Regions from separate parts of the Drosophila melanogaster genome. Here region 1 is linked to region 2. The links are chromatin contacts, called in public HiChIP or PLAC-seq maps. All regions are on one chromosome and are shown on one strand. Each heading gives the region's core, a stretch centred on a gene start, on an enhancer-like site or on the middle of the called end of the contact. The rest is flanking DNA. Distances are from core to core; before and after follow the strand shown. Region 1 holds the start of Sap-r (Saposin-related). Region 2 holds the start of cindr (CIN85 and CD2AP related).

Region 1 (4,101 bases), core at 1,179-3,678, 80 kb after region 2:
CTGCGAGGCCAGGGCCTCGACCAACTCGGGCAGGAAGTCATCGGCCACCTTGATGCACTCCTTCTGGATCGGCTTGATCGGAATCAGCTTGCAGGAGCCCTCGAAGACCTCCTTCAGCTCCTCCTCTGTCTGGTTGCTCTTCAGCTGGTCGCGGGCCTGAGTAACCATGTCCTTGCATATCGTGCAGATGGAGTCCGTGTCCACCGGCACCTTTTGGGTTTCCCAAACGGTTTGGATGCAGTGGCGGGTGGCACGACATTCCTTGGAGTTGCTGGAAAGGAAGCAGACATAAAGTTAGCAAACTTTTTTTTTGCTGTTAAGATAAACCCATCAGAGTAAGCAGTCGGATACTAAGCTGATTGTGCGAAATGCCGCTGTTCGGATCAAATGACCCGCATTCGTAATCGAGTGGCCAAGCCAGAATCGACGAGTCAGCAAAGACCAGAGTCCACTAAAAAGGGAGTAGTCCCCTATCCACTTTAAGAATGCACCCACAGCTCACATGATAATGTTGGGTCTTCAATGAATACAACGAAGCATTGGACTGGTAATAATTTTGATTTTTGAACATCCGAGACGGAACGAAATGGTTTAATAATCATCAAACTTATGCTGACTAAATCAAAGCCCATATCATCTCATATAAGCAAATAGCATTTAAAGCACAACACTTTGATGGAAAGTAACCCTATATTTGTTCAATATAAATCGATTTGACTGATTCGAACGGAAAGTGCTAATTTCCATTAACATGAAGAGACGCCTGCGGTGGAATCGCCAGGAATACCAAACAAAAGCGTCTAAATAGCAAAAAATCAGCACTGATAAGCACGGAAATAAACAGTACATATGTATGAATGATATATCTGGACGTATCCACGTATATATTATTCACTTGGCTGCGCATTCACAGATATTGTTTTCTGAATTTTCAACAGCAATGGCGACGTTTTTAATTTTTGACACTCTGCAATTGAGAAACAAAGAAACGGTTAAGAGCCAGAAATGGCGGATTTTCCTGGCCATTTAAAAATAAATCAATCAATAAACAAAGGAATTACGACTAGCGATAAGCGATGGATGGGTGCTTAACAAATGTTTTCAGTTGCCTATTGATCGCTTTTACTCTATTAATGATGCAGTCCATGTAAATGTTTTCAAGTTTATCTTGGTGTAACATACATACATATGTACGTACAGTATAGCTTCTGTAAGGTGATCCTTTGTGGCCGCAATGTAATATCACTCCATTGAGGAATTTACAATTGTGAGTATGGCTAAGATAAGGGTTTCAAGTGCATTGTGATTGTGTTAAGGCTTAGAAGTTGCACTTTCGGATGTTCCCCTGTACTCATCATACGCCTGAGGGATTAGTCAGAATTCGTTGATAAGGAACAACTGTTGCCGCCTACAGCGAATTAACAATGATAAACAAAGCAATCATGTGGTTTGTTTGGCGGTGCACAGAAAAGGGAGCTGTGTCAAAACGATCTGCTCCTCTGGATTACTCATGCATATAATCGGTGTCGATAAAGTTGTGCCCCCTACGAGCGCTTAACTCTGCCGTCTAAATGTTCCGACTGGCGGTACTGTTAATTTGATTTGTACAGCGAATGTGCAGACAAAGGAAATCCAGAAATATGGGATATGAAGGCAGAGAGTATTGCGAAAAGTGCACTCAGAGAAAACATCGAGTCTGTAAAACAATACAACGCAAAATAAGGGGACGCAATTAGAGCGGCACTAGTGTTAAGTTTGCAATAACAGGGGTTATCGGCGAATAGAGCTATGTAGAGCAAAGTGATTCGATTCCCGATTCGAGTGATAGTCTTATCGGCCGAGAACAAAACAGAACAGACGAGTCTTCGCTGCAAACAATGGGCAAGTGAGGCGGAGAAGTAATATCGCTATTTGGAGGGGGGTTAAGAGAGGTTAGCTTTTCGCCTTCGAGAACTTTGTGGTGTTCGATGACCAAGCGATTTATCCGAATATACCGTTTATTGTATCACCCACTTTTTTGCACTCACCTGAAATTTCCGCACCAGTAGGAGGGTCCCCAGGTGCACTTGCTGGAGCCCAAAAGGGGCGTGGCAGCGGCGAAGACGCCTGCAAGAAAGCAAACAAACAAAGAGAGCAACGGTTGAGGAACAGAGTGCACAGCACGAATACGCAATAAGCTATGACTAAACTATTATTGTGGTTCCCTTTCAACGTCGCTTTTCGCACTTCTCTCCATCTCTTCTCCACTCACCAAAGGCGCAGCACAGTGCCAAAACGGCCAAGAGGCCTGCTCTCTCCATTTTCCCGGTTTTAACTGTACTTCTTAAATGTCGGCGGAGATAGTCCTCTATTTGCAGCTACGTATTTATTTCTGAACGAAAACTGAAGTGCAATTGCAACGATTGGTTCAATTTTTTATTTGTCTGTAGTGTGGCCGCCGTCTGTTTCGTCAAATATATACCGTAGCGATATAATAGTGCGACCAGTCAGCGATTGAATTATTGTTAAATTTATTTAACGATACTTATGGAGCAAGACTTGGATAATGCTTTTAGCATAAAACCAACCCAGTGTATACTTAGCAATCAGGGGGGAGCATGGACTCGAACCGCACTCTGTTAATAACAGAGATCTGTTTTTGCCTTTCAAAAAGCCATAAAAACCTCCGAGGAAGCTATCATAAAATGGGGTCAGCAAATCATTAAACTTAAAATGGTATAATAAACAATTAAGTAACCGATATGAAACTATTAGATTTGGGCCACCTTTCTATAGGGTGTTAAGTACATGGAGTACTTGAATACGTTGTCCTTCAAATTATAACTTCAATTATCGTAGAAGAAAATTATTGCTCCTAAAGTCGGAACAATTTATTAAATCACTCACTCAATCAACAAACAAAGCCTTCGCCACCCGCAAATGCCTCACAATGTATTTATAATCGATTGCAATCCGCAGATTTAATTACATATTGCCGCGACGAAACTATGACAATAACCATCAGCGATGTTCTTGAACTTAGCGCGGTTATTAATACGCCCCTTTTTGCCCAGCCCCATCGCTTAACCCCCCTTTGGCCAACTTGGCCAACTGTGCGACGTGAACTGGCAGGCACATGATTAAATTCTATTGTAATTGCGGGTTAATTGATGTGAGCCTGCCCAGATGTAAAGCTCGCAGGCATAAATGTTGGGGAAAATGCATCTCACTCGTAATGGCCGGCTAGTAGATTTTTCTCGCGATGCCTATCGGCGTGTAATTCTCGATTCCGAGGTGCGTATCAAGATCTGTGTGAGAATCGTCTGAAGATACATTCGCAAAGAATGCCAGACACATTCTCACAGCGATTGAAAGTCGAGGTCATCTGGTGGTGTTTGCCCAACGAAATGCCAAATGCAAGCGCCGATCCGGCCAATACGGCCATAACATGGCTATATCTGTGTCAAAACCAACGATTTGGCTGTTCAGGGGCTTAGAAGGAAACCTGAAACCTGTCGTGTTGACCGTGGATTGCAACGCCTGCCGTGCATTTCGGTTCTTTGACGGAGATTAACCCACTGAGACCTTGCTGAAATACTTGGTACTTAGAACCAAAAATTGTGGAAATATTAAATTGCACTCGATTAAATAGGAATTGAATTTAAGGTTTATGTGACCTTAGGCGAGGTACCATGGGGTAGTAGAGGGTTAATTGCAGCCAGACACTGCACTTGACACTTGAAGTCTGGCTGCGAGATTGATATTATGGCAATTGAGTGGACCGCCGCCAAAGAACAAGTAATCAAGTTCAGCAGTGAAGGAAATTTAGGCAATTAACACGCTTATAAGTGAAGCAGTAAATCATTGGACTAACGTTTAATTTCGGAGTTTCAAGAGCGAGATAATTTTCTGCTTTTATCCGCTTTTTTATGTCATTCATAAATTTGTTTACTCTAGAAGCGACTGCTTGTTTGGGTCTTTGAATTCAGCCAAGCCAAGTTATAGTCGGACAAAGTACAAAGTACGCCTTTTATTCCCTCCCAATTAACTTGGTCAAAAATCAGGTTCGGAAAGAATTAAATGCATCCATCCACAAGAGTGAAATTTCCGGCAGTTCACACG
Region 2 (4,291 bases), core at 509-3,008:
GTAGCACGTAGCATAGACGCAATCCTTTTCTCATATAAATAAAATCAACTGATTTCAAAGTCTTAATATTTTAAAATATAATGCAGAACATTGTTTTGAGTAAGAATGAAAATATTAACTTCCTGTGAAAAACAGAAGTTTTAAATGCATCAAATTAGTCGCCTAACTGCAAGTCAAACCAAATTATACAAGTGTTTTAGTTTGCCGCTCAGTTTTTGAAACCTCGATAAGGAAAACTCAAAGCTGCGTTCCAGAACAGCGCTATCGATAAGCTATCGTATCTGCATGGTTTTCTTTGGATTTCCTCAAATTTCAAGGCACTTTTCTAAGTTTACCAAGATGTCGAAAAGCGCGCTGGTGATTTTGGCTCCCGGAGCGGAGGAGATGGAGTTCATCATAGCCGCCGACGTTCTGAGAAGGGCGGGCGTAAGTGCTCTCAACCTTTCCATTAAATCACTCTGTTCTATACTTATACTTACTATATGATAGATCAAGGTCACCGTAGCCGGTTTGAATGGCGGGGAAGCGGTGAAGTGCTCGCGGGATGTGCAGATCCTGCCGGACACCTCGCTGGCCCAGGTTGCCTCGGATAAGTTCGATGTGGTGGTGCTGCCCGGCGGACTGGGTGGCTCCAATGCCATGGGGGAGTCCTCGCTGGTCGGTGACTTGCTGCGCAGCCAGGAGTCTGGTGGCGGACTCATCGCCGCCATCTGTGCCGCGCCCACCGTTTTGGCCAAGCACGGCGTCGCCTCCGGGAAATCCCTCACCTCGTATCCCTCAATGAAGCCCCAGCTGGTGAATAACTATAGGTATACCACCTCTTAAGTTTATTTTCCCATGATCTTCATCCCATTTCTTTTGATTATTTCTTTAAGCTATGTGGACGACAAGACGGTGGTCAAGGATGGCAATCTGATCACCAGTCGAGGTCCTGGCACCGCCTACGAGTTCGCCCTCAAAATCGCCGAGGAGCTGGCGGGCAAGGAGAAAGTCCAGGAGGTGGCCAAGGGTCTTCTTGTGGCCTACAACTAACATATTTACACTTATTTATGAAAACAGATTGTTTCAAGAGCAACTCATGCAAACAACAACTGAATTAAAATAAAATTATTCAAGACAGAAGTTGTGATTCAATTTTATATTTGCTATTTGAAAGAAGTTTAAATGGAGAGCTAGGAAATGGCATGTTGTTAAAGATATATTAAAGAAATTTATTTAAGTGAATTTAAATGTCATTATTTGAAGCAAACGGTTTTCATTTAATTAGTTTTGAGCGAAGTATAATTCTATCATAATGAATCAACTGAACTGCGTTAAAATAAATTGTTCAATGGGCTTTAATTTAATTTGTCATGAAATATAAATGCATATATGGCATGAAAAAAGAAACATCTATATTATTTCATTTGGTTATGACTGGACTATAAATGAAATTAAAAATGCATATATTAAAATGGGATGTGAAGCCAAATGGAAGTATTGCTGACGATATATTTACAAAATAGTACATTATTAATATATTTAGTTATATTCAATATTTACATTGATTAAACATTCTGCTGCATTTAATTGTAAAATTTTAAAAATAGCTGAAAGTAATGGCCTACGGTGGAATACCCCTACTGGGTTGGAGTCCCTGCACACCACAACCCGTGCCGCGAACCGTGGTTGCCGTCTCCGCTCGCGCCAAAAGGGACTAAGTATTTCGTCGCTAGCCGCCGCTGGTCCCACTCTCGCAGCCGCAGCGAACGGTTGTTGTGGTTGTTGTAGTTGTAGTGGGAGTTCGTCGGCGTGTTTGCGTTTCGCTCGCTCGTTTGGCGATTTGCTGGGATTATATTTGCCCGTTTATTTTGTGGCAAAAGCGCATTTAATTCGAAGGAAGTGAGTAGTGAGTGGCGAAAAGCGGAGACGCACTGCCGCGCTGGAAAGGCGGAGTGAATTGAGTGCATGCGAATGCGTGTGGAGAGCAAATCGAAGTGCAAGTGCGTGCCAGCGAATAAGAAGAAGTGCGAAGCCGAAAAGGAAGCGAAGCAAGGTGGGCAGTGAAAAGTGCAACGAAAAACGGCAGAGGAAACTGCAATAAATCAACAAAAAAAAAAAGGAAAATATTCTACGTGACGCGAAATTAAATGCGCTCGCTCCTTCTCGCTCGCACGCGCGCCCCGTCTCTTACTCTTTGTTGAAATTTAACTGCGAGCAGAACAGGGTCAAAAAAAAAAAAAAAATAAATAAAATAAAAAACACGTCGAGAAATACTCGTGTATATAGAGTTCTAGGTAATTCCTACCTTCCGTTTTTCGCGGTTAACGCGCGTGATTCATAAACCCGTCTTCAAGATACGAAACCAAAAACAGAAAACACAGCGTGCATTGAACCTGCTGGAAGCGCTGGCCACCAGGAATCGCTTCAATCATGGAAAACAACAGTAAGTTCGCTCCTGCAGCCAGTATGCCCGCATAAAGGAAGGGCATTTGAGCCGTAACACGATCTATCTAGCAGTAGATAGTAAGTAAAAAGGATTTCATTTCGAAAACTAAAGATCAACTAAACTGCACCGATACAATGTGAAGATCTTAGAGATAAATGCTTATATGCCAGCTCGATTTTATCGTAGATTCCTAGAACTCATCACAAGACCTTTCTCTTCTCTTCACACCTTTAAAGAAGAGTACCCCGCGTTCAACTACCCAAAACTGCAGTTTCTTTTCCATTTTGTTGTTTTTTTTCTGTCCTATTTTTCGGGGTGGGTCCCGCCTGTTTTTGCCGTCTGCCTTTGCTCGCCACATTCGCATTTTGTGCGCCCGAAAAACTCTTCTTGTTTTTGTTGCTTTTCGGGGTGGGTGTGTCATCTTAGCCCAAGGACACTTGGTTTTCCATTTTCCTCTTGACTCGAATCTAATACCCTGGATATACGTCTGACTGACTAACGGTGTTGTGTTAAAGCCCTGTTGTTTTTAACACTCTGTGACCACGATTTTTACAGCAATAAACCAAAAGTTGGACAACAAACAAACAAATATAACATGGGCTAAAACAAAACACTTTGTATGAGAACCGGTTTTAGTGGCCGAAGAAAAGGCATTTGAAATAGAATTTCTGCGTTTTGATGACTTCATGCCGCCATCAATTTCATTTTCCCCCTGAAAACTTTTCAAATTCACAATGGGAACTGGAGAACAAATGTTCTGCGATGCAAATTAGTGGATATTTTCCATCTCGCCCGGGTCAGCTAAAAAAAGCCTCTGATTCAGGCCGAAATCCGATGAAAATATTGCGGTTTTTTAGCATTTTAATTAACTCTTTTGTACGGACCTTTGAATGAGGGCCAATTAAGTGTTTCGGCCATCCAACTATTCATATAAAAGGGATTTACAAAGATATAAAGTAATGTTTTGCTTTCGTTTTTTAGTGTTACCTGTTTAAAAATTTTGAAGCTACTTGCTAATTGCAAATTGATTTGTTTACCCTTGAAACCCGTTGTAAATCTGAATATAGAAAGCTTACTTTGACTCCTCTTTTGTGTTTTCCAAGCTTATCTGGTGTATTCCACTCGTCTATGGGTTTTCCGACCCTTTGCTGACCCTTTGGCTACTGTTCAGTTGGTTCCATGGAGAGATAATCCGGGATCGATAGGCACTACTCGTACTAAGGGGCTGCTCAGTCCAGACAATATTAATAAATCTTAATGTGCGTTTCAACCTTGTGGTGGCTTCTTTGTGGATGGAGCCCAAGATTGAGAAGCCCTCGCCTCTGCGATGTTGCCTTCTGATAATGGAGGCTGATTGAAAGACCGCGCCTCAAAAATAAAAAAATATGCACCGCACCCGCAGCCGTTTCACTAATGATTTCTGATTTCTGATTTCTTTTGATGAACAATTTCCATGGGACGGCGGACAATGGAAAGGCCAGCTCTCTGTGTACCCATCTACTACATTTGCATCCCAAACAAAGCTGCTTTCTTCCGCTGCTTTAAGTGATTCCGAGCGGCGTTTATGTAACGCCAACACAAAACTCAAAACATGGAAAACAGAAGACAGAAAACAGAAAACCGGCAACAATGGCAATCAATGGTCAACGCAAATGAATCGCCAAATGAAAACATTTTATCAGATTTCTTATTTGCCACATTTTGCTCGGCCTTTATCTTATCATATCATCATATCATATCCACGTCTAAGGGGTTCCAGCACTCCTCGCGCCAAAGCTTTCCTGACAATTTAATAAATTGCCCATGCCACGCCTGCATTTTTATATTCCGTAATTGACTTTGGTGTGGGCTGGAAATGGGAGT

The links. HiChIP or PLAC-seq counts read pairs in DNA pulled down with a chosen protein or histone mark.
Region 1: a contact with region 2 is called in an H3K27ac HiChIP or PLAC-seq map of the Kc167 cell line, with 5 times the contacts expected there. The contact joins the promoter of Sap-r here to the promoter of cindr in region 2. A contact is called at or near these places in 21 of 107 Hi-C or Micro-C datasets (the Clone 8 cell line, the D17-c3 cell line, the Kc167 cell line and 9 more) and 5 of 6 datasets of contacts at active chromatin or transcription factors (the Kc167 cell line and the S2 cell line).

What each region holds. Positions count from the first base shown.
Region 1 is chr3R:30,886,634-30,890,734 of dm6, forward strand. Sap-r (Saposin-related) reads right to left here and starts at 2,429. Exons shown (of 7, transcript NM_079858.4): 1 at 2,252-2,429; 2 at 2,028-2,106; 3 at 1-271. The coding sequence starts at 2,300.
Region 2 is chr3R:30,806,859-30,811,149 of dm6, forward strand. cindr (CIN85 and CD2AP related) reads left to right here and starts at 1,759. Exons shown (of 7, transcript NM_001276200.1): 1 at 1,759-2,425. The coding sequence starts at 2,413. It overlaps dj-1beta, which reads left to right and starts at 259. Exons shown (of 3, transcript NM_143568.3): 1 at 259-426; 2 at 490-809; 3 at 876-1,120. The coding sequence starts at 340. The coding sequence ends at 1,032.